Regions from separate parts of the Mus musculus genome. Here all the other regions are linked to region 3. Evidence: chromatin contacts called from public Hi-C and HiChIP or PLAC-seq data. All regions are on one chromosome and are shown on one strand. Each heading gives the region's core, a stretch centred on a gene start, on an enhancer-like site or on the middle of the called end of the contact. The rest is flanking DNA. Distances are from core to core; before and after follow the strand shown. Region 1 overlaps Pard3b (par-3 family cell polarity regulator beta). Region 2 overlaps Pard3b (par-3 family cell polarity regulator beta). Region 3 holds the start of Nrp2 (neuropilin 2). Region 4 overlaps Gm35252 (a long non-coding RNA gene). Region 5 overlaps Pard3b (par-3 family cell polarity regulator beta). Region 6 has its middle 15 kb from the start of Gm39652.

Region 1 (4,756 bases), core at 1,427-3,926, 150 kb after region 3:
AAACATTTCAGAGTGAGCAGGGATTATTATGTTGATGAATTTAAATAACAAAGAAAACTAGTTTTCTGGAAGAGAAAAAGGCTGAAAGTGTGCCATGCCTACTAACATTGTCTCTCATTGCTTTGGGCTAAACTTTGTGCTCTTTCACTGTTGGCTTCAGAGCTTCATAAAGCCATTGGCTGTTGAGCTGAACTTATTTAAAACATGTGCATGCATCTGCCTTTTTATATCTATCTTTTGTATTGATATATAGACATGCCCCAGACAAACCATCTCTGCCATAGATTATCTGTTTCAGATAGGATTTAGTCTTAATTCATAAAAATTCTCTGAATCCCCAGTATGACACAAATACCATGCAAGTCATTTTAAATGAAATGATTAACAACCATATAGGTAACTTAGAGTCTAGACTGCAGGTTTGAATCATAGTTCATAAAAGACTTATAATTTATATCATGACCAGTCTTTCCCTCTGTCTCCCTATCTCTAGCTCTGTCTGTCTGCTTATCTCTCTGTGATTGTCTGTCTACCCACATGTGTGTTTGAGTGTGTGTATGTGTGTATGTGTGTGTGTGAGTATGTACATGCATTTGGTCATAAACAAAAATCTCCCCCACCAGAATTATAATACATGATCTCTGATATATTCTATTTTATTCAAATAGTCTAGGAATGACAACAGTGTCCAATTAATTGATCCCATGATCATTTAAGAAGCCATGAGACTCAGTTTGAAAAATGAGCCTTTGGGGCTGATTTAGGTCCTTAACTTAACTGGTCCTGCTGTGGTACATGAATGAGCAAATCTCCAGAGTGAGAGGGTGGACCTCAAGAACAGTCTCATTATTAGACATACTCTAAAAGCTACTTTATATTTGTTCGTAAATTGCAGAGGGTGATTGCTAGATGCAGAAGTTTGCTTTGAGGCGGACTGCCCTCAGAGCAGACATAACGAAAGGCCAAGTACATAAGGGAGAACTTATAGGGATAAAAGCAAATCTATCTTAATTCCTGGTTAACCCACCCCCCACATCTTATACTTCACTTACCGATTTCTTCCTGTATAACTACTCAGAAATATCTCATTAAATGAAATTATGGTTCCTGTCTGCCCTTTTCACTGACATGGACTCCTTATTCACTTCTGAGTCTTTGGAGTCAAGTAAATTTTTGGTGTAAAGTTGCCACTGAATGGAAGCCCAAGGAATGAATGAATGAATGAATGAACGTAACTAAGCAACCAGACACCTTGAAATATGATCTCCAGTCCTAGGTCTAATATGCAAACAAAAGTAAAAACAAGGCTATCATTTTTCCTTAAATGATGCTAGAACATTAATAGATTTTCTTCTTATTTTGAAAATAAAATCTTGCAGAAAACTAGCAAAACCTTAGGAGATTCTAAATGGGAAAGGATTCAGATTTTTGGTGTGCATCAAGGGGGAAATACTGAATGCTGGAAACAAAGTGTTTGCTTTTTCCTGTTTGTCAGCTATGTGGTCTTAGGACTGCAGTTTTTAACTTCACATATCTGCATCTACATCTAGAAAAGAGAAAGTTTTCTTCTGTCTGAATTTGGGAAATGTCAAAAGCAGTCTAAACCCACACCTAAACCACAAACTCCTAGACACAATAGCGTCTCCCCCAAGTCACCAATTTAAGAACTATTTTAAAAGATTTTTTTCCCACTGCCATCCTTCACGTTCATCATGAGACCATGATTTCCTGGTCTGGAATGTGAGCCTCTGATTCCCTCATAACCACACACAGATATAGAACATTGATGCCTATGGGCTGCCTGACCATTTAAACTTGGAAATTACTGTAAAGGGAATTTTTCAGAAAACAGGAAGCTGGGTCTGCAACTGAATAGATGAAAGAGAAAGAACTAACTGGTAGATCTAAGGAACTAAATGAGATTTGCTATTCACAAACAATCTGGGACTCTGGCAATTACTGATGATAGGGGAGTATAACTGAAAAACGGAGATGTCTTCACATGGTTTGGGGGTATCCATTATTACAGGGTGAGCCAGAAGGTTCATTAGAGAAAAGACATCAGATCATGAAGGAAAATATCTTTCTCACGCAACATTTCCTACTGTTTCTCTGAGGGGGAAATTCCAAAGCGTAAATATGTTTATGTGCATATACATCACACATACACATAGACTGAAACATAGACACAGACACATACATATGAGGGGGGAGGGAGAGAGAGGGGGAAAGATAGAGAGAGAAGGGGAGAGCAGAGAGACAGAGGGGAGAGGGGGAAAGAGGGAAAGAGGGAGAGAGGGAGAGAGGGAAAAGAGAGGGGGAGGGAAGGGGAAGGGAAGAGAAGGAGGGGAAGAGAGAGAGGGACAGAGAGAGAGGCAGAGGGAGGGAGGGAGGGAGGGAGAGTGAAAGCGAGAGCGAGAGAGAGAAAATATGAATCTTTCATCGCTTTTGGAGAGTTTGGATGCTGTAGTTGTTGGGCACAATGTACGTTTTCATAGGCATTCATACATCACTCAGTATTCATTGGGCGAATAACCCGAATAACCAACAAAGGATTGAAGAACTGCAAGACGCATGTTTTGCACATGTGCTGCTCCAGTTTTGCTGCCTGAGTCAGGGAGCCAAGTGAGTCAGAGATGACACAGAGCAGCTAAATCATTTGAAAAGTGATTCACAGACTTTCCCTCAGTCTTGAAAGTCGGAAAGGGAATAATTCCTCAGTGACCTGTAGTCACCACATCATACCCTGTCCTTTAGGATCCTTCCCTAGAATGAATGGGAAGGGTGACATGTCAGCCTAGCTGTATAATTCAGTGGTACTAACTTCTGTATGTTTTCATAAACAAAATTAGCATTGTGATTTCAAGGCTCACAATGAAACAGTGTTGGATGAGAGACCTGGGAGAGCTGTAAAGTCACAGATGCTGATGTGTATCACAGCTTTATTCAAAAGTCACCATAGTCACTGGGGGGAATGGCAATTGCCTTAGCCATGGCATTGGCTGTGATACCCACGGCCATCACTTCAGGGTTTTCTCTGATTCCGTATCTTTCCTATGAATCCAAAAGGCAGGCTTTCTATAAATTTTCTTTTTCCCACCATAACATCAGAATAGTTGATATTAAATAAGAACCAAATGTTGTAAAACTTCAGAATGGTTATGACGCCAACGTTTTTTTTTTTTTTTTTTTTTTTTTTTAAAGAAATTACAAGATGGCCACGGTTGTGACCCAAGTGACTTATAGTTAGGAAGACGCCATGACCTACAAGTTCTGCACTGCTGTCAACTTGAAGGGCTGCAAACACCAGTTAGATGGATTTTCATATCTTTTACTCTAAACATCATCTTCTCCTTTTAATTTAGTACCCAAAGTTTATTTTAGGCCTTTTCAGTTCTGTTAAAACAAAACACATCCAACTGATTTTAAACAGCTTTGAGGACTGTTTAGGCAATCTGGAATTCATAGGAGTTTCTGCTATGGTCCCTCCTATATTACATAAAATGGTCATTTCTCCCATTGCAGTAGAAGAAAAGAATGTTATTATTGAGAAGTTGGAATTTTGGGTTTTCAGCATGATCCAACACAAACGGTTGTGGTTTGGGGGAACTTAACTTCTTCTAAACTCGACATCCTGAACTGGAATTAATTGCTCATTAGAGGCAGAAAGGGTTCTTTTTTCACTTGAGTGTAAGTGTAGCATAGAGGGTTTTTTTTTTTTTTTGACATATTATGGAAAAATAATGTGGTTCTGAGCTTTCATTTTTCTGCTTTTTTCTCTATTTAGGTTTGGGTTAGAGCCCGGAGATGGCTAACTTATTTGATTACAACATAAAAAGAATGATTTCGTTTAGACTTTTAAAGGGAACTGAAAAAATAATACCAAACGTGGGTTTTGGTTCAGTCCTGTTGGGTTCCAAAGCAAACTAGGAATGATGAAGAGTCGTTCAGCAGAGGAAGAGAAACAGTTTTGACAGTGTTTAAATATGAGTGCTTAAAGACAGGGGAAACAGGAAATCTTTCCCTTTCTCCCTGCCCCTTACATAAAAAGTATCTAAAGAGCTGCCAGGGGCTGGACTCTCCTTTTCATCTCTTTGCTCTGGGAGTTAGCCCACATTTGAAAATCAGCTTGGTCAATGATTGTGTGGTGATGGAGCAAAGTCTTAGTTTAATCATTTATACAATAGCGTTAAAGATGTCTACATCACAGCATCTTTGTTTGAGATATGCTGTACAAAACTAGGTTGAGTAGGCATTGAATAAACGATGTCATTGTTATCAATAATCTGGTATTGTTTAATTCATTAAGCAATAATCTGTATGTATCTCTTTGGTTTGCACCCTCACTCTTTGGTCGGCCTGCAGTTGATATTTCTTTGCTTTGGGGTTTTTGCAGAGCTGAAAGCAGAAGCTACTTGAAGTCAACTTTCTGCTGGCCTTTGATTTTTGCATAAGCTCGTTAAAGAGATTAGGGGTGCCCTAGGGTCAAAGATGAAAGGCATAGTCCTTAGGAAGAAAAGTATATGTGTGGGAGAGAGGAAAATAGATATTGACCTTTGGAGCAATGGAATTTGCCAAAATACTGCTTACTAACCAAGCTGACAGTCGCCTCCTGAAGTCATCATGTGTCTCTCCAAGGTAGCACAGTGAGAGTGGCTGGAGGGCCTCCCACGATGCAGTGTGCACTGTATAGTGACCCAGAACTCCAGAATGAGCAGAGGTTAAAGACGGAAGATAATGACTAAGGAGACATGGT
Region 2 (4,295 bases), core at 1,056-3,555, 190 kb after region 3:
TCATTTCTGTCCCCTTTGTTCCATAGGCACCACTTTTGCAATCTTAGGCTGGGGTGGAGAAATAGTACCTGCTCCCCCCAACCCCCTGTTATCCACACCCAGGGCTGATAACCATGTGGCATTCTGCAGAAGCTGGCAACTGTGAGCACCATTCTGGTCCTCTGGGCAGACTGCTTTGTCCTAATTGGTTTCTGTTTCTGGGAGTTAAACACCAAATAAAATTAAAAAGAAAACATTCTTTCTTGGGAATGAGATATCTTAAGAGAGAAAATATACAGAAGCCAAGAGGACTCCTTAGCTCCTACCTTGTATCACTTGGCCATCTTTGAAAGTCAGTAAAGAGAAAGTGTACATATGTGTGCACCTGTGTGTATGGAAGTGCATGTGTGTGTGCATTTGTATATGTGCACGTGCATGCATGTATGTGTGTGAGCATATGTGTACATTTGTGTGTGCATATGTGTATGTGGGGGGGTAGGTGGGGCTGGATGAGTGTGTGTGGGTGTGGGTGTAAATCTAGAGACAGTCCAGGGTTGCTTTCTTAACTTTCCATGACTTCATGTGTTGAGTAGATAACAAATTCATGTGGCTTTACTAATCTGTGTTTCAGAGAATAACAATCTACATTAATCTTTTTACAGTTTTCTAAAACCAGCACAGGAAAAAGAAATCCAATTCCAAGACTGTGAAAGGATTGTTGGGTGCAGAGGTGTCTGAGTTGGACAAAGGAGCCCTCGAGCTCTGGGAGCCCTGACATCAAGCAGCGTTGCTCCTTCTGTTCCCATCAGGCAGAATGGCGAGCCCCCTTCTCCAGGACAGTGCATCACTGTATTAGCGATGCTTTTGTAAAGAGGGGTTGACAACAATAGAATATCTCCTGCCTGCTAAACAGAAAGTGACAACTCCATTTGAAAGCTGTCCCTAGGTGCATTTTTATGTGTAGAAATTATCTGTGACAGTCCCAATCAAAATAGTTTCATGTCACATGGCACATGAATGGGCAATACAAAACACTGCTTCGAATGTGGTTTTGTCCAGTTAATAGGTATTTTTTAGTGAGTTTTTCATGCTATTATTTTTTAAATATAGAAAATAAAAGTGGGTTTTCATTGGTAATGTCTTTTTTTTTTTTTCTCCTGAGACTGCCTACACTGGGTTGAAGCTGTTGGAATTCTTTTTCCTCGGCCTTCCAAATTCTTAGATTACAGGTGTGAGTTAAAGATTGCTTAGACAAACCAATGGTTTTAACTTAAAAACATGCATACAGTAACTTAAAAAGAGATGGAAATATCAGTATAAAAAGAGCAGCTCTGCTCACAGAAAACTAGAAATAGGTAGACCAGTAGTCTGACCATGGAGTCATGGACAAACCTGAGATTTTCTTGTGGTTCCTAATATTTGGAACTCACTTTGACAACAAACTCTGACATGGATTGACCTATAAAGACAAAGCTGAGTACCGTTTACGGTGTTTGAATTAAAGGAGGTGAACGAGGACACAATTCGAAGCTTGTCAAATGTCAGACTACAAGGATCAATTCTCCCTCCTGATGGCTGATACACATCGGTCCTGGGATTGAAAAGTCGCAACAGACTGTTTGAAAGAATTCTTTCATGGCTACCTGTCTATCATAGGCCATGGTTCAATTTCAGAGTTTTCTGTTGCCCTGCTATAAACTATATACAACTTTTCATAATGTCAGCTGTAAACTCAAATTATATTTTTTTCCTTACCCCATACCACACAAAGGCTCCTATAAGTAAACTCCTAGAGGGTAGGGGACAAGGGCAGGGGACATGTCTGTCTGAAACTTCATTATATTTTAATAGATGCTCACCAGGTTCTAGACTGGAGGGCCTGGGAGGGGAATAGGGCTTCCCTGAAAATAGCCACAAAGATGTCTATATTTCTTTATTTCACAATTCATGTCTTTACTTGATAGGTTTTGACATTTACTATCACATGAAAGGACTGTCCTTTAATCTGTTTTTTTTTAAAAAAATACATTTCCCTAAAAGCAAATGAAATACATATTAGTGTAACTTCTGATATTAATTAGAATAAGGCACAAAATCACAGCCAAAACCATGCATGTATCTGTACACATATATGCACATACACATCTCCTGAAGCTTCAGAGAAATCTTATCATCCAGGTTTCATGCCACACAGAGAAGATGACAGAAGTAAATGAAAGATATTTTCATGTATGAATTTGTGGAGATTTTCGGGCAAATGTCCTAATTTTAGACAGCTAAGGTGAGGGATAAAGTCACCTGCTGGGGTGAGCGCAGGTAATTTTGGTGTGAACACATGGACACTAGAGTTCTCAAAGAGATCAGCACAGAGGTGTGAAGAGAGTCATAAAAGTGAAGCTCACTGGAGATGGCAATGACATTAAACATCCACTGAAAAAACCAAGTTGAAGGTACTTTGAAGAGAAGGGAGGGAGGATAGGCCACTGCTGGGCAGGGATGCTTTGACACCATAGAGCGCCAGAGGAAAGGCAGAGCAACCTGAACTTGTATTTTGCTTCCATTAAAGAATTGTAGAACCATATAATTTTGGAGCTGGAAGAAATTCTGGGATCACTTAGTCACACCCCTCTGTCTTTGTAGACAAGGGAAGATGCAGAGATACATTAAGTGACTCATCTGACATCTCTGTCAAGGGAAGACAGAAGAGAGGCAGGAAAGAATAGTGAGAGAAGGAAAAATACACAGCCCAATGCACTTTAAAGCCATCTGTGTCTCTGGGGCTTCCACATGACATCCAGGATGCTGAGAGCTGAAAGGCATGGCACTCGAAGCTCAGTGATCCTTGGAAATTATAGATATGGGCCCAGATGCTGCAGAAGAGCAAGTGATGGTCAAAACTTTAAAATGAAGAAAGCAGACTATAGAAAAATCTAAAGGGCACTATGCTTAATGCTTACAGCAAATCCAAATTCTCTTGAAAGTAGAGGTGGTTGCTTTGAGATGGTTAGCTGGAATTAGTAACAAATACAAAGTGTGGGAATAAGATCTAGGAGATACAGTTGCTAAGAGAAGCACTTTCTTTTGATGCATCATCAGACCTGACTGAGTGTAGCTTTTGAACAGTTAAATACTACCTTTATTCCTTAGGAGGCTTTTGAAGCACAGCTTTGATGGAGGAACTGTTGCCTGCTGTGACCTCGGGAAGTCCTTTATCTAGAAGAACTTGGATAGGAAGTGTTTTCTGGCAGAATAGGAATGGGATATTTTGCTTCAATACTGAGAATTAAGAGTAACTAACCCCTGGGATTACTGACATAAAGAATAAGCAAATGAGAGCCCAGGCAACTGGCAAGAAATTAGGTTAGCTGGGAGGAAATGGCTAGTTTAAAGGCAGCAGGGGGTAACAGCTTGACGTTCGTGCAGCTAAGAGTGGAGTTGTTTGGCTTCTCTTCCACCCAATATATTGAGTTATTGAATATCTAATTTAAGAATTGTACTAGGACCAGAAGTAAGGTACAGTGCTTGCTGGGAAATCTGAGCAGAGGCAAGTAACCGTTGATTCTATTCATCACGATCCTTATTTGGTTGAAGTCACCATTACCATCCCAGATGGGTAGCACATCAGAACCAGGCCCTGAGTAACATGAGGACCCAACCCACAGAGAACAGACACAGGGAAAACATGGCACCGTGGAATGTATAAGGGCAACAGTCTTGAGTTGTACTGCAAAAGTTGACATCATAATAAATTGAGAGACTAGCAGGAGTTTGAGCATAAGAACGAGGAGAAATATACTTTGAGAAGCATTTTAACGAAGAATTTCATGCAGGAAATGGGTTATATTCCCTACTGCAATCATTGTAGTGATCAAATGGAAGGAACCCAGCCCAGATTCATTCAGCCTGGCCAAGGGAAAGCACAGTGGACCAGAAAAGCCTTCAGGAGAACATTAGACCCAAGAGCGAGAGCTAACTCATGCTCTCTGGAATGCACACACAGAGAGCATTAACTACTTTCAACCCTGGTCCTTATAAGCAGATAGGGAGACAGGAATCTCAAGTCCACCTTGCCTCCCTGGTGTTTCATATGGTGATGCTTCCTACATAAAACAACAGTAATAATATGGAAAAATAAACTCAACCCTAGGAAAGTGAATTCTGTGTCTGTTTGTTTTTTAACTTCTGCACATCTTGAGAAGGTGATCAATTTACTAGGATCTAGATATATGGAAAAAAGAAAAGTCTACACATGGCACCTCCCTCTCTACAGAAGGATGGATTATCTACTGCTAAGGAGAGAGAGGTCTCCAGCTAAA
Region 3 (4,793 bases), core at 1,113-3,612:
TTGGCTCACGCTTTGCAGTTGCCCATAGGACCAGTTACCGCAGAGAGGGAGCTGCAAAGGCTTGGATTTGCATCTCAACGGCTTTCCCCAATCCGCCAAACCCCCAAAAGATAGCAAAACATAAAACCCATATGTATCCCAGGTAAAGTGACTGTAGGTATGTGTTGGGGAAGGGACAAGAAGCTTGGTAGCAGCTAAGCTTTTGCCTCAGGACCCACCCGCTAAGCACGGTGCGGGGGCGCCAGGGTGGCTGTGAGGAAGGAGACCCACCACTGCGGCTGCCTGACTCCGCCAAGTGCCTCAAGGCAATAGCACTTCTCCGAGTTTTTGTCTCTGTCTTTCCTCTCTCCTTCTCTCTTCCCCCATTTCCTTGGTAGATGGTACCCTATCCCCAGTCACCTGTAGGAGCAAACGCTAATAGGCTAATAGTTTTTTTTCAGGTTCCAGACACTGTCTTAGAGCAGAGGGAAGCACCCCCAGAAGCAGTCCCAGGGTGGAAGAACCGCATTCCCAGAGACCAGAGACCTGTTTTCAGAGAGGTAGCCCTTGTCGCAATCCACAAGAGCTGGCCCCCGGCCTCTCCTAGGCCCTGCTGTGCCTATCTCTGCAGCCCGTGTCCACACACCCTTTTTGGCAGTGCTTGAGAATAAATTCCACTCAAAAGTTTCTAACCACTTCACAAGAGGAGAGACTGCCGAGGGTCATACAGTTTGTTTTATCTTTTAAGAAAAAAATTTAAAGAACATGATTCGCTTTCCCAGAAAACACACGGATTCGGGAGAGAGTGGGGACCATCAACTGCCCACGGGAAAGCTCCCATCTCGGTCACAAGCTGGCTTGCTTCACCAGCTTCAGCCCTCTGGTTCTGAGATGTATCCACCCAGTCTGCAAAGAATCCACACATCTGAAAAGCAAAGCTAGACTCTTGCTTTTTTTTTTTTTTCCCAAGCCCTTCAGCTAACATTGCTCAATGTAGCTAAGTGGAGGGAATGCAAATGATTTATATTTCACTGGCTAGGTTGAGGAAACTCAAGGGAGATGTGTTCTGCTTCAAGACAGGGAGGAAAAAAAAATCCCCAAAACTGTAATGCAAAGGCTTTGTAGTATTTTTAAACCTTTGATTCAGTCCATATGTGACATCTGAACACCGCCAAATTCTGTTACAAAACACACACACACACACACACACACACACACACACACACACACTCCCTTTGCAAGAGAGAAAAGTTGGGTTTAGCAGCCCTGGTGGTGTAAAGAAGGCCGCTGAGATCTCCCTTTAAATGATTGAGTATTGAGGGAGCCTCCTCATGAGCGCTTCTCAGTGGCTTCTCTCCATTAGCTGTCGCCTTTAAAGGGGAAACCGTGTAAAAATGAATAGAAAAACTTTGAAGGGCTTACCTTGCTGGCTTCTCACTTCGTGTCCTGAAAAGTACAGAGCTAAGAAAACCCAGGTAAGAGGAAACATATCCATTTTTGACAGAGAGGCTCTCTCCGGGGCTAGGTTTGTGGGATCTCCTATAATTATGTCTTTGTGTTTTTCCTCTCTAATTTTCTTCCTGGTGGTGTCTTCTGCAAAGGTCTCTAACGATCAACGTTTTCCTCCTGGGTCCTGGCAGTCAGTCTGTCTTCACCTTTATTCTTGCTGGAATATCTCCACCTCACTAGGAGATAGCTCTTGAAATCAGCAAAGAGGGAGCAAGCTAAGGAAGCGGAGACCGGTTTCCTCTTCAAACCCAAACGCGTGTATGTTCTCTCCAGTTCCTCAAAGTGTCATTTCCTTTATCCTACAACATCACGAGGGTTTCCCGAAAGCTGAACGCAAAATAATAGTAATAATAATAAAAATCAAAGCCAAGAATTGCCCTGGGCATCACACGGCCCCTAGGCAGCTGTGTGATCTCAGAAGCGCTAACTGACACAGGTCCCCCGGCACCCGGGACACACACGCGGGCAGAGGCACCGACCGCTGGACAGGCGGAGTGGTAAGCAGTCAGACGTCCGGCTCTTGTCCTTTCTGGGTTCCCCTAAGCTGGAGCCTCCCCCGGCGGTTACACCCGCTTGGCCAGTCTCTGGAGGGGAGTGCGAGGCAGGAAGCTGCTGCGGCCGGTGCTGCTGGTGTTGCTGCGGGTGCGGCGGCTGGGATCGCCCGCGAGTGTGCGAGCGGCTCTCCGAGTTCGCTGGCGCCCGCCCTCACCTCCACCTCGCCCAGCGCCCGGCCGAGTGTCTGTGCTTCAGAGGATGTGCCGGGGGCGGGCTGCAGGCTGGTGCCTTGCTCGCCTCCTCTGCCTCCCCTCCGGCTCCCCCCTCGCCTTTTCAGGCCGAGCAGCATGTGGATGTCAGAGCCGCGGCAGAGCGATCCGATTACGCGCCCGCTCAGGGCCCGCCCCTTCTGTGTTCCTGATTAAAGAGGCAGCCGCGGAGACGCGCGGCGCAGAGCCGAGGACCGCGGCACCCAGCTCGGGCGGGGCGGCGGTGGCTCGCAGCCCCGCGGCCGCGCGATCAAAGTTAAGGTGCCACGCAACCCTGCCGCCCCTCTCCCAGTCCGCACCTCCCTCCCGCCCCACGCACCTTCGTGCGGGGCTGCGGGTGTGTCACACCCGGAGCAAGGAGCGCCCTCCCTTCAGGGCGCGCTGCCTCTGCCGGAGGGAAACTCCGCGGAGCCCGGGAAATTCTTGTTTCCCCTAAATTCCGAGACTCAGATGCTACACACTCAGAATCCAACACAATGCCACCTGCAATGGCGTTACAGAAGGAGTTGGGTGGCGGACCGCGTTTGGCGTAGGGAGCCAGTCCGCGGCTCAGCTCTGTGTTCCCAGAGGCAGCAAAGCGTGGCGGCGACACACACAGTCAGCCTTTAGCCTTCTCTGAACCAAACCTCAAATACTTCTTGGGCTTACTTCTCAGATCCTTTGTTGTGTCCCAAACAGGATCCTCTGCGGTCTGGGTTAGGATTTACTTCAACATGTGCCCTTAACTTGTAACTATCTGTAAACGAGGGACGATTTTATTGAATAAAGAATTTCTCCGGGCAATTAAATTCCCCACCCCCACCCCTGGCCACCCAATACACCTTCAAGCTTCCAACATAGTATAGGTACAGGGAGGCCTCTTGGACTGCTACTGTAACTACTTCTGTTCATGTTTCCCCAAGGTATTGTGGTCACAATGTTGACAGAAAGAAAATAGCATTGTGTTACCTATTTTTAAGTGGAGACATGAAAACTGTTTCAAGGCGCTATAAGCTAACAGTTGGAGAAAACACTTGCATCTTTGTTTCTGAGGGTGGCTGGGTGATCCCCAACTGTCATATTCACCAGGCACCCTTGCTTTACCATGATCAAGATCCAACAGAGCACACCTGGCAACCTTTTCAGTCCCCTTCCTAGCAGTCTGAAGATTAGGAAACATAAAGTTTGGGTGAGAAGGGACATGAACATCTGACTATACCATTTTTCCCCCTTAGCGTGGACTTATGGGTTCTTCTGGGTGGTTTCTCTCCTTATCTGGACTTGCCATTAGCGTTGTTTATCACAGCCAGTGTTTGAAAAAAAAAATCTGTAACTCTCACTTAACTGTTATTTACATGGAGATAAACACAAACAAAATTGAATCAGAAGTGATTTGCAACTAGTTAAATGAGGGATTTTCCAGTGGAAGTCCAGAGCCTGAATACCACATGGTTAATCTTAACTGCCTGGCTGCAAAGGGCTGGAGTTAGAGGCCCTCTGAGTTCTTCCAGAGAGCAACACATACACACACACACACACACACACACACACACACGTGCACACGCATGCACCACTCAAATACTCATAGGGGCTAATTTTGATTTCCTTTATCCTTTCTTTCCCTTCCCTGGGTTCTTCGATGAAGGAAGAGGGGAAGCCTGGAGTTTGGACCTTAAGTTCAAATCCTGGCTTGTGTTGTTGGCAAAACACTAATCCAAGAACAAACAACGCTATCTGTACTAACAGTGCCTGCAAGGAAAGAGTTACTTAGTGTCACAACCCCACTGCTCTCCAGGCATAGAAAACCATTCCTACTTAGACTAGAGATGCACACAGCAGCTTTCTGAGAACATGACAAAGGGCAGAGAGATGACTGGGGAGAGAGAAAGAAACCCAAAGCCCATTGGGAAGCCATAGGATGACAACCCCGAACTGCTGGGCTTGGGACCTCAGACTTGAGGGTTCCCATCTAGCTGCTTCCAAGGTTCTCCTTCGTTCTGGGAAAAGTCAGTAAGATTCAGCGTTCTGTCCCTGGATCCTGCTTCTGCCCATATGGATCTTCGTTTTCTCAGAGGTGTTCTAAAGGGGGCGCTAACTTGCTTCCTGGAAGCCTCTGTGCCTCTGCATGCAAGACTTGACTGCAGTCCACTGGAGTGAAGGCTTCCTGTTCTGCAGATGGCCAGAGGGAGGGAGAACCCCTGGGGAGTCAAACTGGTCAGAGCTTTTCCAATCCTCTAGGGGGCAGCACTCAATAAATAATGCCCATGCCACCAAAGGCCTCTACATCCGTGCTGGGAAGCTCCTGCCTTTTCAAAGGACTTCAGCAGACCAGGGGAAATTCAAAATCAGGCTACTGAATCTTCCAGCCTGCTCTGAACAATAGCGGAACTGGCCCCCAAACAGCTCGTAGTGAAGTGAGGACTCCTGAAATTACCTCTCATTCAGCTGGGATGCTCACATCACCATCCTTAATTATGAATTAATAATAATAATAATAATAATAATAATAATAATAATAATAATAGGTGGTCCTTAGGTGGGGAGGAGTGGGTTAGGAGAACA
Region 4 (4,141 bases), core at 1,511-4,010, 210 kb before region 3:
CAGCTCTTCAGTGTGAATGTCATCTCATTCCCACAGACGCAGATGGCTGATACACAGCTCAGGACCTGGAGTGATTCTCAACTCTTATCAGACTCAATGCCCTGCTTTATATCATTTATAATGCTCTATATCCTCAAACACTGGACTCCAAAGGTCACAATATTGCTTATTTTCACTTAAAGAAGGCAAGCATCCCAATAGGTAAAGCCCTAGAGAAAGAAATCTTGGCAGTGTCTGGGGGCTGGGACAGTGGGAAGGGACTGCAGAGCAGAATCAAGGCTCTCTTTTGGGGTAATGGAAATAGCCCAGGGCCTACATGGCTTTGTGTTGCACACCAGTGTGGATGTGTATCTATGCCACTTAGCTGTAGCCTTTAACTAATAAACTTATGTCACATAAATTTTCACTTTAATAAAAAAAAAAGAAAGGTTTATAGACTAAGTGCCATTTTAGAATACTCTGACTACTAAAACCATGCAGCCATGGTATTTACCTGTAAATCCATGTGAGGATCTAGGCTTGAATAAATTATGAGCAGTTTAAAGTAGCATTCTCTGGCATTGGACATTCAAAAGCTGAGCTGCATTTTGTCATTTTGGACAATCCCCTGCATCACAGAGGGTCCAGAGTCTATTTCCTGAATGTGCCCTACAGGGGTAGGGTTAAAGTTGAGGACTTTGGCCCAGGGGTGTGACTTTGTCTTCCTAGTTGCTGCTCCAGTCCCCACCTGTCCCACCCCCATCTCTAATGTCCGAGGACCGCCTCACTATCTGGCTCCAGGAATGGCCAAAGGGCATCCTTTGTGAGACCTGGAAGGCGATGCTAATGTATTAAATGCTTTTCTCGTTCTAAAAGAGCAAGCCTGGTACATGTCTCCCAGGTGGACAATCTTAGAGCTGTTAGCAGACACCGGCTTAGCGACGTTGCTACATTTTGTTTTTGTTTTTGAAGGCACCAGCCGCCAAAGCTATAGTGCTTCAATATGCTGTTGCTTTGGCCACCTTTCCTGAGCTTGGGGAGATGTGCTACTGCTAATGCTGTTTGGCGGGGAGGGAAACGGCTGCATGGCCTTTTAGAAACCACTTTCTCCGCTCTTCCTGATTCACCCTCTGCACGCACTGCTCTTGCCAGCCCTTGAGTCATTTATAAGGCCGCTTATGGATAGTTTGCCCCTAGTGATGCCACTCTGTTAAGTCCACAGACCCCCAAGGAAGAAATGCCTGGAGCAGTGCCCTTTAGGGCTTCTAAAAGGAAAATGGGCAGAGTGAGAACCAACAGAGACAAAGAGGGCTTGGCCAGGGCATATCAGAGCACACTCTTATGTGCAGAGCACATCCCTGCTCAGTGTGTTCCTGGGGAGGGCCGTTTCTGCATTGGTTCAGCTGCCTTGGGCTCAGGAGGCCTTGGCCAAGGAGACCCTGGGTGATGGAAGGCATCCAGAGTGGAAGGGAGATTGGGGATACAGAACCCCAAGGTTGCCCCAGAGCTGCCTAGGGGAGCATAAAGGAGGAAACTGGAGAAACCCGGGGATCTGTGAGTGATTTCCTCTGTCTGTCAAAGCTAATGCTTGTCTCAGATGGTTTTGCTCCTAGCCCAGCTTTCTGCCTCTCCCCATCATTTTCCTGAGATGTTTACCAGGAGCTCCAGGCCAGCCACGCGGCAGCAGCCTCATTTGTTTTTATTTAGTTTCTATGAATGTGAGCTGCTTTGCACATAAAAAGAACCAACTGCACGTTAACCACTAACCACCCAAAGCCTTGCGTGTGCAAACTCAGTCTTAGCTCATGCATCCTCATGCTCTGTGGGAGCCGATGGGGTTCAGCTATGTTCTCCTGGATTATACACACACTTCGGTGCCCAGAGAGAGCTCATCCCAGGTACCCCAGCTCTCCTTCTATCTCATGTTGTCTGTGGGACCCCCAATTCTCTCTTATCTGAAGTGCCTTTCTAATGAAACAGTGCACTTTTCCCTATCATGATTATAGTGTATATTCTCCCTAATTGGAATTGCCGTGCTAAAGGTCTGAACTCTGTCGCTCCATTTCACTAGTTATTAGATTTTTTCCCAGAAAGATGCATCCAACAGTGCCCTCAGCAAACTGGAGAATCTCTCTTGTTACCACTGGGTTTTATTTATTGAGACAGGGTGTTTCCTGGACACTTAGTGTCAGCAGGCAACCTGAGAAAAGCTGACTCACCAGACACGGGCCCTGAGCCTTGCCTTATGGCACAGCCGGCCTCCCCAGGTAGTTTCTCCAAATAAGGTTCCTGGCTCACCCGGGGGAGGGCACTTAGTATAAATGTAAATTCCAGGGACTTACTCCATTTTCCTGGATCGGAATCACCAGATCCTCAGGAGTATGTATTTTTAGTAAAAATTTTGGAATGATCAGACCACCATTAGGCAATGGTTATTTCAACTTCCCTTCCTCTCAGCAGGAGTCAGGATGGTACATAGGGATCTGTCTGGATGGTTCTTCTCAGGCACTAGAATGCCTCTCCTGTGAGAATGGTACCATCTCTAGGATGCAGACAAACCCACCAAGTCCAGGCTAGGCTGCAGATAACAACCAAATGGGTGGATCAGATTTTGCTGATGCTCCCGTAGGCGGAGCGCCTGGGCCACAGAGCAGGATAAAAACTCACTCTGGTGTCAAGAGCACTGTTCCAAATTAGTTGAGTGAAGTCGAGCAGCCCTAGAGAATGGCAACATGTGGCTTTGTTCAGGGAGGGAGCTGCGTGTGAGGCACACACGCCCACCCAGTCTCTTCCTGCCATGCAACCAGGCTTCACGAGCTGTTACAGGAGACAGGGATGGCACTGTCTGGGGAAGCCTGCTTAGCAAGAGGCTCACCAAGATAGATACGGACCTGTCTAGATGTTCCGCCCCACATGAAGGGGAACTGGTCCAGATTTGTGGGAGTGGCTTGAGTATGTGGAGAGCAGATGGGCAGGGCTAATTGCCAGCAGTGGCTTCTGGACAGAATTGATACAAGCCACCACAAGTGTCAGATGAGTAGCCCCAGGAATTCTGCCAGGCATGTGACAACCAGCGGTCCAGACTAAGGTGTGTTTATCTTGTGTCTTCAGATGCTGCATCACCCGGGACTCGTGGCTTTAGTCATGCACATCCTGCATCTCTTCCCTAGGCTCTACAATTGGCCAGATGCACACACTGGAGATTGCTGCCACTATGTGGTATCCTGGGCTCAGCTTTTTGCTTTTAATCCTGTATTTGGACTTTTTCTTGGGGTGGGGGAAGAGGTGTGGCATAGCCTTGCACATTAAACCCAAAGAAGGCAAGTGTGTTGTTACATCACTCCCAGAGACACTAATGCCCCGTCGTGTGTGGCTCCCAGCAAGCCAAGATTTTGGGTTGATTCAAGGAGGCAGTCAGGATAGCAATACTTCTCATCCAGGCCCAAGTCGCCACACTCAGTACAGCTTGGAAGTTCAGCATGTACGGTTCCCTTTCTTAATTCAGGAAAATGAACATCAATCTTTTTTTTTTTCTTTTCTTTCTTCTTCTAGCCTGACTCTATGTGTGATCATTTAAGACCAAAGTAGCTGACCCAGTACATGCCACAGTCTTCAAATAGCAAAGTGGCCCTGGGATGAGCACAGATATAGAGTCCTTAGACCTCAGTTCCCAAAGTGCAATTCCCAAGGGCTTGGATTTGCTTCTACCATCGAAACAAGGGCATATTATGTTTTCCACCTACTGGGCATACTGGGAGGGGAATAACTTAGCTCTACAAAGACCATGCCAGTACTGGAGGAAGTACCTCTGACCTCATTTATATGAACTCAAACTGCATGCCATCTGTGCTGCAAAACAGAGGGTGTGCCTCTGTGTGTGTGTGTGTGTGTGTGTGTGTGTGTATAGATGTGTTTCCTCAGAGAACACAATGGTAAGATTTGGTTAAGGACCGAGAACCGAAATAGAAACCATTTGGGAGGAACATCTATTGATCAGCAGCAAAGCCACATTTGGTGTCTGTTTTAAACAGAATCATTAATCATAAGGAATCAAAAGAGAATGGAGGCGAGGGCGAATGCTTCCCACCCTTCGAGCTCCCACTGTCGCCTTTCACAGCAACACAGTTTCTCACGCAGAAAAATCTGTTTTCAGTCTGACTGA
Region 5 (4,585 bases), core at 1,687-4,186, 220 kb after region 3:
CGTGGATTTCTGCCCTGACATCCCTTCTAGATGGAAGCTGAAGAAAACTCTTACCATATTGTTTATTATAACAGTATAACAATAACACTAACAAGAAAGCATAGAAGCTGAAGGGGTCTGCAGCCCTATAGGAGGAACAGCAATATGAACTAACCAGTACTCCCAGAGCTCGTGTCTCTAGCTGCATATGTAGCAGAGTTTGGCCTGGTTGGCCATCATTGGGAGGAGAGGCCCTTGGTCTTGTAAAAATTCTATGCCCCAGTATAAGGGAATGCCAGGGCCAGGAAGCAGGAGTGGATGGGTTGGGGAGCAGGGGGAGGGTATAGGAGATTTTTGGAGAGGAAACTAGGAAATGGAATAGCATTTGAAATGTAAATGAAGAAAATATCTAATAAAAAAGAAAGCATAGAAGCTTTAGATAAAAAGTATAACATAAGCTAGAAATTGTAGCTGACAATCAGGTTTTGGTCACATTAATAAATATAAAAAGAATAAAAGATTAAGGCCAAGGAATACAAAATCCTTTGGCTTCTGATGCATCTGGAAGACAGTGTCCACTTGTGTACACCACGATTAACACAGTGATCATAAAGTCAATAGACTTGAGTGTGTCCAGGGAACAGACACCCAAAGAGCTATAGATGTGGATTACAAACCAGGACTAAAATAGCTGGAAGAGTTTATCCTCAAGAAATGATTGCCCAGTGATCCTAGGGCAATGTGCCATACCTTCTGTACCCTGGTATATATATATATATATATATATATATATATATATATATACCAGGTATTATATTATTATGTATAACAGTATTACTATATATAATAATTATATATGTAATTAAAAGGTAAATTGTTTTTAACCATCACAGCATTTGAGACATCATGGCATTAAGCCTCCATCATGTAGAGAGGTGAGGATGCTCTGCATTGACCAATTTGTGGGATTTCAGGACCACACCTTAAGTACAAATCGTCTACCAGCTCTTCCTCCCACAGCTGCCCCTTAATCTCTCTCCTGATGAGTTTGAATGCCTTACCCTGGTGACCAAGGCTCGGTCGTCCTCCCTCACTTGTGCTCTTGAGCCTTCCTGTTTTATTTCTGGCCATTGACTCCTTTCTTTCCGGTCTGTCTAATGACCAATTTCTTAAACTGTGAATTACAACCACAGATGAAGTCATAAATGAATATAAGGGTTGCAAAAAATTGCCAACAATATAAGGTCTCTGGATGCACCATGGCCACATAATTGATTCATGGTATTTTTTGGCAGCACTCTCCCTTGATGTATCCTAACCTTCACTGCAGCCTAGGCCCAGAACACATAACATAAACACTTTACCCTGCATGCATCATGTACAATGAACATGAAACTTTGGCTCAGATTTGAGACTACTGTATGTTAAAGAGTATAATATTTTTACTGTACCTCTATGACTATTAGAAACTAAAACTTCTATTGTTTTCCTATCCTCAGTTCTCAGTATGTAAATATCAAATTCATGTATCTTTCAACCATACTTCGTTAGAATGTTTGATTTAAAAAATTGATGTTAGAGTTGCTGACTTGAATTTCACTGAAAAAAAAATCATTACATGAATTCTAGTCTGTGATGAGCACAGAATTTCCAACGGTTTTGAAAGGGGCCCTAAGCATACTTCTGTCATTTTATATTATGCATTTATGTGAAGTGGTATTCTCAGCATTGACAATTATAAAATCAAAGTATTGATCAATTCTGAAAAACGTGGAAGATGCTTTATGTCCTACAGTATCAAATATTCAGCCAAGATTTAAATCTTTATGTAAAATAAACAAGCATACATCCCATTAGCATGCAAATCTTCTTCCATTTATAATGCCTGCTAATATTACACATAAAGAGTCATCTTAATATAAATTTATTTATAGTACATTATTAGCAAGTATTTTATTATTATTACTTACATACTTTGGGGTTGCATAAAAATCTTGGGTGGGAAAGAGTTGTGGGAGGAGTTTACAAAGCCCTGCCCTCACCTGCCACACTTCCTCTCACTTTGACTTTCACCTATGTTTCACCCCATCCACTAACCCAACAGTCCCGCTACAGTAACTACCATGTACCAACCACTGTCTTCTACATATCTCATAACGTATAGCAACACCTGATGAGGGGGATATACCATTTCCTCTCATTCCCTAGTGAACTTAGGACTGACTACCAGTCCTGGCCCTATGCTCCGTAAGTATTTGTTGCATTGCTTGCATGAAGATGCAGCATGGCATTTTGGGAAAGTTATTTTTCTGAAGGCTGTGTAGTGGAAGAGAATTGGACCCAGATCAGCCCCCACACCAGAAGTCATGGTTTAACATGCCATTAATTTGTATGTTAAGAGCCCAAACTAAGCCACCTTACCTGCATACTGTACTAAGAAGGAAGAAGTGTGTCTATGTAACAGGCTGGGTTAGGTGAAAGAAAGGTATAGAAAGGTCTAGAATGAAGTCCCAATACTGGGCAAGTTACTCACATTCTCTGAGCTTATTTTCTACAACATTGTTATAAGGGGACATTGTTAGTTTGGAATCACCATTTTAGATGTGACTTCAAAGACACAGTCTTTCCCATCCAATAACCCTCTCATTACCTCTAGGCTCACTCTCTACAGTCTTACCACCAAAGCAATTCCTATTATCAGTTCTCCTCTGCTCCTTCTAAGCCACTGACTCTGTCCTCTCTAAGTTACCAATGACCTTTTAGTGGCTACAGTTTCTTGACAGGCTTTATCCTCTCCACCTCTGTGGACACCGTTATGATACTGGCTACAGGATCTTGACATATATCAGTCTCCACTGCACATATGTCATCACTCAGATTTCTGGAGCCCACATTGGACAGCCGCAGGACACTTGTCATCAGTTACTATCAGCCAATTAAGTATCAACATGAGATGTGACACAGTGACTCCAGTGTGCCATGCAGTCTCACTTCCTGCCACTTTCCTTCCTGCTTACATGCATGTTCTGGGTATTTCTCAACTTCCTCAAATGCATGCTCTGTCTAGCAACTTGACCTTCTTACATAACTATTTTGTAAGAGAAAAGAGGTATCTTATTGTACCTAATCAATGTTTAAGGAGCCTTCCAGAGCCAGCTCCACTCTCACCTGCTTTAGGAGGCCTTTTATGTGTAGCCTAAACAAGGGAAAGAAGCTTTCACTTCTAATTACAGAGTATTACAATTCTCCGTTTCCACATGTCGTGGGTTTCTATTGATTAGAAAAGGAATTCCTCTAATCCTTATGAACATGTCAGGATAGCCCTCCCATCTTCCCTAGAACTTTCTAGAGTATATATAATATAGCAGATGCCAAATAAATGCTTATTGAATGAAGAAAGATTGAACAGATGACTAGATAAGTGATATGCCCTTCACTTTAAAATATGGTAGGTTTAGAACTCAGAGTGTCTGCTTGGAATGCTATCTAATGGAAATCTTAGATTTACGTGCACCCAGAATTTCACGGATACAGAACAGTACAAGTGGTCATAACAGTAACCATGATGATAATAGCTATCATTATCTAGTGTTTACTGTGCATCAAGGCAAAAATCACTTGCTTTAAGACTTTAAGGAAAAGGAACAGCGCAGTCTTTAAATATAATTAAAGATAAGAGCAGAATCAAGACAATTCTGGGTAAAAAGAGTCACTCTTTGATCTGTTATCTAAAAATTTAACAGCTGTCTAAAACTCCGCAGAAGGCAGATTTGGAGCATTTATTAACACAGAGGCAAAAGCCAAAATTAAGACTCCATTACTCATACAGATATGTGGACTGGGCAGTAAATAAATAATTTTTTGGCAGCATTTTATAGTGACTGTCTTTAACATTATCCAACGAGATTTCTTTCCTGGTCTACCTACATGGGTAAAAATTAACTTAAAATACCATATATATGTATGTCACGGTTTAGATCTAAAAATTCCCCCTATTGATTCAGTATTGAAGGCTTGGTTCCAGTACAGCTGTGTTTATAGCTAGGGCCACAGAGAGACGGCAACTTTGTCAGTGGGTTCATCTGTTGATAAGGTCATAGCTATTCAAAAGTAAAGTCAAGTCTGAGGAAGTAAGTGTCTGAAGGGAGCATTTGCTAATTCTTCCCCTCTCTGTGACCAAATACCTGACAAGAAGCTACTTAAGAAGGTGAGAGTTATTTTGGCTCACAGTTTGAGGGTGCAGTCTATTATGATGGAGACATCATGACAGCAGAAATTGAAGCAGCAGTCTCATTATCAGGAAGCAAGCTGAGAGAAATTCTATTGTTCAGCTTGCCTCCCTTTTAATTCAGTATGGGATTCTGGCCCATGAAATACTTGATGCCTACTTCATGATGATAACCCGATGTAGAAGCTTCCTCATAGATATGCCCAGATTTGAGACCCTGTCAATTTCACAATCAATATTAGCCAAAGGGCATGATTGTGAAGGGTTAATGATGTCCCTGGTTCTTTCTATGTGATCTTCTATGCTTCCTGCTGTCATTAGATGAGTAGTTCTCCCCAAACACATTCTCCCCATCAAGATGTGGAGCCCAGAAACAGC
Region 6 (4,481 bases), core at 23-2,522, 160 kb before region 3:
GCTCTCCCTTGCAGCACAGTGCCTTTCTTAAAGGGCCTTTTGCAGTGAGACATCGTTCCCTTCTTAGAAATGTAGTTTCTTGTTACCCAAGACGCACCAAATCAGCACCATAAGGATGGACCTGAGAATGTGTTTTGCTCATTAGGTTTTTCTGAAGCTGAAGAATCCTGTTTTTAGGTGTCTTGTCTGGCCACCCTTGACCCAGGGAATATTTGGAATGAAATAGCCAATCTCTACTTCTAGGGCCTCTCAAGACGGGCAGGTACTGAAACCCAATTAGCAGATCATGTAAATGGAAGCCGCCTGACTGTACCCAGGCCAGCAGACTAGTTAAACAAACAAACAGAGGGATGCCTGGCTCTCATCTCCCACAGCTGCCTCACATTTTTCAACCCCAGGCACTGGGCAGCAGAAGTTGTGGGGGTGGTGCTGGCTCCCTCCCTGGCATGGCAGCCTGGCTATCGGGGGAGAAGGAACTGCCTGTTAAAGTGCCCTCATGAAAATTACTCACTATCAGCAAGGCTATTAGGCAGCGTGCATTCCCTTGACAGGAAGTCAGAGCCATAACCAAGCTAGCCAGCCGTCCTGTCAACCTCATTTCATGCTCTCCCTGACTCTTTCTGTTAACATTAGTTTGGGGAAATTTTTTCCCATTCACTGAACCTCCAAACCAACAAATCATGGAATCTTTGCTGTCACCCCAGACTAGGTCTCGGAGTATAGTGAGACCCACTCACGTATTCTCAAGCTAATGTTAAGTTTTCGACAGTCTTCGGTGGAATAATGCTGGGAGGAGCTCCGAGAGGAGTGTATCCAGGGGATGTCAGGGTCCCTTTGAGAAAGACCCATCCAGATGGATGGGCTGGGCTTTCCAAAGCCTGGCAGTTTGGTTTCCAGTGGTGAGTGTATCAGCTGCCAAGAACTCAAATTAGAGAGGGTTCTGTTGACAGCTCATAAGAGGACACTCTGAAGGACTGATTGCCAACCCCTCACAAAAAAAAAAAAAAGACATATATACAAACCAGAGAACAGATATGTGCAACATGTATAAATATATATGTGTATATGTGCATATATATGTATATATACACACACCTCTCTCTCTCTCTCTCTCTCTCTCTCTCTATATATATATATATATATATATATATATATATATATATATACACTGCATGTTACCAAAATAAATGTGTTTCTCACAGTCTTTGCCATGAATAGAATGATCAAAACCAGATGCTGCATGCAGCTCGTCATTGAATGGAAGAGGGGGTGGGGCAGGCAGAGAAGGGGGCCCTGCAGGCACACTTCAGCATGGGACTGACTTATCACTTCTTTGTACGTGGTGAACACTCCTGGCTCCAGCCACCGGTCATGTGGAGACAATGTACCTCGGGGCAGCCCTGTAGATGACAGATATCTACTCCACCCTCACCTCTGAAGAGTCTCATCATGGAGGGAGCCAGATTATGTCTGAACCAGCTCATTTGCATTTCTCATTAATCCAGGCTAGACCCCTTTTCAGGTCTCCATCAGAATCTATTCAAAACAGTTCAAATATTTGACTTTGTTTTGGTTGAGTTTTCTCTAATGTGGTTTCTACATAGCTCTCTCTTTTATGGTAATCGAATGTTCTGCCAACATTTCTCCTGCTATGTGCACCAGCTCAGGAAACCAGCTGCTTTGGGTTCGTCCTTTTCAATGGATCTGAGTGTTGTTTCTGTTTAGTATTTCAGAGGGTTGGCTAAAAAGCAGTGTTTTATAAATCTGACCCCGAATGCACCCCATTTACCAACCTACTAATGGTTTTGGCTACCGTTCACATCTTGATTTGAAATTTCTCCCGTCTCATCATCATGCAGATGATGTGGAAAGACAGGATAAGCTCATTTAACAAACTGGGTTGTATTTCCTTAATTTTCCTGTTGATCATTTATTCCATTCTGTAGGTTAAAGAGGGTGGGAGAAGAAATGACTGGCTGTGTAGCCACACCCTGTATTGTGGATCAACCAATCACAGAGGTGAGTAGAAGTTTTCTTTGATGTGTCGAGTGGTTTTTTTTCTTCCTCACACCAGCAGTGTGGGAAGGAAACAGGCCAGCTCTCGTGGGAACATTGGCTTATAGTGCAGGCTGAAAGTGTTTTAGAAAAGTAACTTGGCATTGGATCAAACTAATAAGTGGAACTGCTTGTCTGTATGGGTTGAAAGAAGGCCCCAAGGGCTTGTGGGAAAGAGAAGAAAAGTGGGTGAAGGTACACTGTGTGAGAAGGAGCTTTGTAAACTGTGACACTTCAAGTGAACACTCTAGGAAGCATATCCAAGAGACTGGACATGTAAGAGGAAGACAGCCTGAGGACTTAAGGCTTCTGTAATCTTGGTCCTAATGTTCTTCATCGGTTATTACAATCCTCTGGTCAGCTCTCTATCATGCCAACAACAGGAAGAGAAAGCAGAAGTCAATGGCCTAATTCAGCCACCCAAAGAAAGCCAAGTAGGATCAGTGGTGCCCTAAGAGTGAGCATACATACCTGAAAGTAGGCAAATGGGATCAGTGTTTAGTGATGACTAGGTTATGGAAAACTGAGGAGAAAGGGCTAGGTTCATGCAAAAAAAAAAAAAAAATCAATGGGATATGTGGTTTCCCTTAAGGACTGTAATGATGATCCTAAGATCTGGAGTTTGAAGTTTTGCATGAAACAGAATGAAGAAAATAAAAGAGGAAACCAAAGGAATATATACATACATACATATATATATATGTGTGTGTGTGTGTGTGTGTATGTATACATATGTATATATATGTATATATATACATACATACATATATACATATATTCAACTGCCAATGGGTTAAATTTATTTTAGACTATAAATGTAAAGTCTGGAAGAGCAGCTCCAGACACCAGCTTTTAAGAACAATAGACACACACACAAGAAAGGCAAACTTGAAATCTCTAGGGGAAATGGTTTAAACCAAAGTCTTGACATTTACTCCAGATGTTCAAAAGACTCTGCCTTCCCACTGGAGGCCTGTGCCTTTGTGAAGTCTACTACCAAAGGAGTGGTCCACTCGAAATGGAACTCACAACATTACTGTAAAGAATAAATACTTACTGAATTCCAACTGTGCGACAGAATGATGTGGGAGGGCGTGCAGGGGAGGAGAATGGACAGAGTTCTTGTTCTCTAGGGACTGGGTGAACAAGAGGTGGGACAGGAGCATGGGCAGAGGAGCAAGGAAGGATTAAGAGTTGCTATGGTCAAGAAGCTAGCCTCCAAAAAAACCTAAACAATCTATTAAAAAAATGGGGTATAAAACGAAACAGAGAAGTCACAACAGAGGAATCTCAAATGACCCAGAAGCACTTAAAGAAATGTTCAAAGTCATTAGTTATCAGGGAAATGCAAATTAAAATGACCCCGAGATTCCACCTTACACCAATCAGAGTGGCTAAGATAAAAAACTCAGGTGGCAGCACAGGTTGTTGAGGATGTGGAGAAAGAGGAACACTCCTCCATTGCTGGTGGGATTGCAAACTGATACAACCACTCTGGAAATCAATCTGGAGGTTCCTCAGAAAATTGGAAATAGATCTACCTGAAGATCCATCTATACCACTCTTGGTGGTATATACCAGCATATACCCAAAAGATGTCCCACCATGCCACAGGGACACATGCTCCACTATGTTCATAGTGGTCTTATTTATGATAGCCAGAAGCTAGAAACAACCAGGATGTCCCACAACAGAAGAATGGATACAGAAAATGTGGTTCATTTACACAATGGAATACTACTCAGCTATTAAGAACAAGGACATCCTGAGTTTTGCAGGTAAATGGATGGAACTAGAAAATAGCATCCTGAGTGACCCTAAAGGACATGCATGGTATGTACTTTCTAATAAGTGGATGTTAGCAATAAATAAATAAATAAGCAAGCAGACTATCCAGGATACAATCCACAGAACTCAAGAAGGTTAACAAGCTGAAGGGCCCAAGTGAGGATGCTTCAATCCCACTTTGGAGGGAGAAGAAAGCAATCACAGAGGGCAGAGATTACAGACAGGATCCTAGCATGGCTGACCTCAGAGAGGCCCAACAAGCAGCTGAAAGAGTCAGATGTAGATACTTACACCCAACCAATGGATAGAAGCCAGGGCCCTCTGTGATTGAATTAGGGAAAGCTGGAGGAAGCTGAGTAGGAGGGAAACCCTATAGGAAGGCCAGCAGTCTCAACTAACCTGGAAAGATCTCTCAGACACTGAGCTACCATACACCAGCTGATATGAGGCCCCCAACACATATACAGCAGAGGACTGCAGGGTCTGGCCTCAGTGAGAGAAGATGCACCTAACCCTTGAGAGACTTGAGTAGAGTGGAGAGATCTGGTGGGGTGGGGGTGGAGGGTGAAAGCACATCATCTTGGAGACTGGGTGGAGAAATGGCATGGACAACAGTCGGAGGGCAGACTGGGAGGGGG

What was found. A called contact is a pair of places that touch in the nucleus more often than the background predicts. HiChIP or PLAC-seq counts read pairs in DNA pulled down with a chosen protein or histone mark.
Region 1: a contact with region 3 is called in a Hi-C map of the C2C12 cell line, with 4 times the contacts expected there. The contact joins the enhancer-like site here to the promoter of Nrp2 in region 3. A contact is called at or near these places in 10 of 39 promoter capture datasets (the 3T3-L1 cell line, HPC-7-derived erythroid cells, cranial neural crest and 6 more), 19 of 484 Hi-C or Micro-C datasets (the C2C12 cell line, the MC38 cell line, the MC3T3-E1 cell line and 11 more), 13 of 115 datasets of contacts at active chromatin or transcription factors (the NIH/3T3 cell line, bone marrow-derived dendritic cells, bone marrow-derived macrophages and 4 more) and 4 of 9 other capture datasets (adipose tissue, embryonic stem cells, liver and 1 more).
Region 2: a contact with region 3 is called in a Hi-C map of the N1E-115 cell line, with 8 times the contacts expected there. The contact joins the enhancer-like site here to the promoter of Nrp2 in region 3. A contact is called at or near these places in 6 of 39 promoter capture datasets (the HPC-7 cell line, embryonic stem cells, liver and 2 more), 1 of 15 datasets of contacts at CTCF or cohesin (the NIH/3T3 cell line), 10 of 484 Hi-C or Micro-C datasets (the HL-1 cell line, the N1E-115 cell line, bone marrow-derived dendritic cells and 7 more), 11 of 115 datasets of contacts at active chromatin or transcription factors (bone marrow-derived dendritic cells, bone marrow-derived macrophages, embryonic basal ganglia and 5 more) and 4 of 9 other capture datasets (adipose tissue, embryonic stem cells, liver and 1 more).
Region 4: a Hi-C map of the N1E-115 cell line shows a contact between it and region 3, with 5 times the contacts expected there. The contact joins the enhancer-like site here to the promoter of Nrp2 in region 3. A contact is called at or near these places in 7 of 39 promoter capture datasets (the 3T3-L1 cell line, embryonic stem cells, hippocampal neurons and 2 more), 3 of 484 Hi-C or Micro-C datasets (the N1E-115 cell line, granulocyte-monocyte progenitors and nephron progenitors) and 8 of 115 datasets of contacts at active chromatin or transcription factors (VIP interneurons, bone marrow-derived macrophages, embryonic stem cells and 2 more).
Region 5: an H3K4me3 HiChIP or PLAC-seq map of bone marrow-derived macrophages shows a contact between it and region 3, with 4 times the contacts expected there. The contact joins the enhancer-like site here to the promoter of Nrp2 in region 3. A contact is called at or near these places in 9 of 39 promoter capture datasets (HPC-7-derived erythroid cells, embryonic stem cells, frontonasal cranial neural crest and 5 more), 1 of 15 datasets of contacts at CTCF or cohesin (the NIH/3T3 cell line), 6 of 484 Hi-C or Micro-C datasets (bone marrow-derived macrophages, cerebellum, cortical neurons and 3 more), 11 of 115 datasets of contacts at active chromatin or transcription factors (bone marrow-derived dendritic cells, bone marrow-derived macrophages, embryonic forebrain and 5 more) and 4 of 9 other capture datasets (adipose tissue, embryonic stem cells, liver and 1 more).
Region 6: a contact with region 3 is called in a Hi-C map of the N1E-115 cell line, with 11 times the contacts expected there. The contact joins the enhancer-like site here to the promoter of Nrp2 in region 3. A contact is called at or near these places in 3 of 39 promoter capture datasets (the 3T3-L1 cell line, hippocampal neurons and trophoblast stem cells), 1 of 15 datasets of contacts at CTCF or cohesin (the NIH/3T3 cell line), 2 of 484 Hi-C or Micro-C datasets (the N1E-115 cell line and nephron progenitors) and 3 of 115 datasets of contacts at active chromatin or transcription factors (all in embryonic stem cells).

Annotation. Positions count from the first base shown.
Region 1 is chr1:62,549,576-62,554,331 of GRCm38.p6, reverse strand. The region is part of intron 21 of Pard3b (par-3 family cell polarity regulator beta); the gene reads right to left. Among named protein-coding and RNA genes, the nearest start is that of Gm34881, 26 kb to the right of the region's middle. Within about 2 kb of position 2,676, at least 56 of the 459 cell types and tissues checked have an H3K27ac peak or open chromatin away from gene starts, as enhancers often do. A contact at or near this core is called in the C2C12 cell line, the NIH/3T3 cell line, adipose tissue and 4 more, where this site is marked.
Region 2 is chr1:62,507,216-62,511,510 of GRCm38.p6, reverse strand. The region is part of intron 20 of Pard3b (par-3 family cell polarity regulator beta); the gene reads right to left. Among named protein-coding and RNA genes, the nearest start is that of Gm34881, 17 kb to the left of the region's middle. Within about 2 kb of position 2,305, at least 2 of the 459 cell types and tissues checked have an H3K27ac peak or open chromatin away from gene starts, as enhancers often do. A contact at or near this core is called in the N1E-115 cell line, where this site is marked.
Region 3 is chr1:62,700,886-62,705,678 of GRCm38.p6, reverse strand. It overlaps Nrp2 (neuropilin 2), which reads right to left and starts at 2,362. Exons shown (of 17, transcript NM_001077404.1): 1 at 1,402-2,362. The coding sequence starts at 1,474.
Region 4 is chr1:62,907,405-62,911,545 of GRCm38.p6, reverse strand. The region is part of intron 3 of Gm35252 (a long non-coding RNA gene); the gene reads left to right. Among named protein-coding and RNA genes, the nearest start is that of Gm35252, 47 kb to the left of the region's middle. Within about 2 kb of position 2,760, at least 29 of the 459 cell types and tissues checked have an H3K27ac peak or open chromatin away from gene starts, as enhancers often do. A contact at or near this core is called in the N1E-115 cell line, VIP interneurons and hippocampal neurons, where this site is marked.
Region 5 is chr1:62,481,617-62,486,201 of GRCm38.p6, reverse strand. All of the region lies in intron 20 of Pard3b (par-3 family cell polarity regulator beta), which reads right to left. Among named protein-coding and RNA genes, the nearest start is that of Gm34881, 42 kb to the left of the region's middle. Within about 2 kb of position 2,936, at least 31 of the 459 cell types and tissues checked have an H3K27ac peak or open chromatin away from gene starts, as enhancers often do. A contact at or near this core is called in bone marrow-derived macrophages, erythroblasts, hematopoietic stem and progenitor cells and 1 more, where this site is marked.
Region 6 is chr1:62,856,927-62,861,407 of GRCm38.p6, reverse strand. No RefSeq gene overlaps it. Among named protein-coding and RNA genes, the nearest start is that of Gm39652, 15 kb to the right of the region's middle. Within about 2 kb of position 1,272, at least 48 of the 459 cell types and tissues checked have an H3K27ac peak or open chromatin away from gene starts, as enhancers often do. A contact at or near this core is called in the N1E-115 cell line and hippocampal neurons, where this site is marked.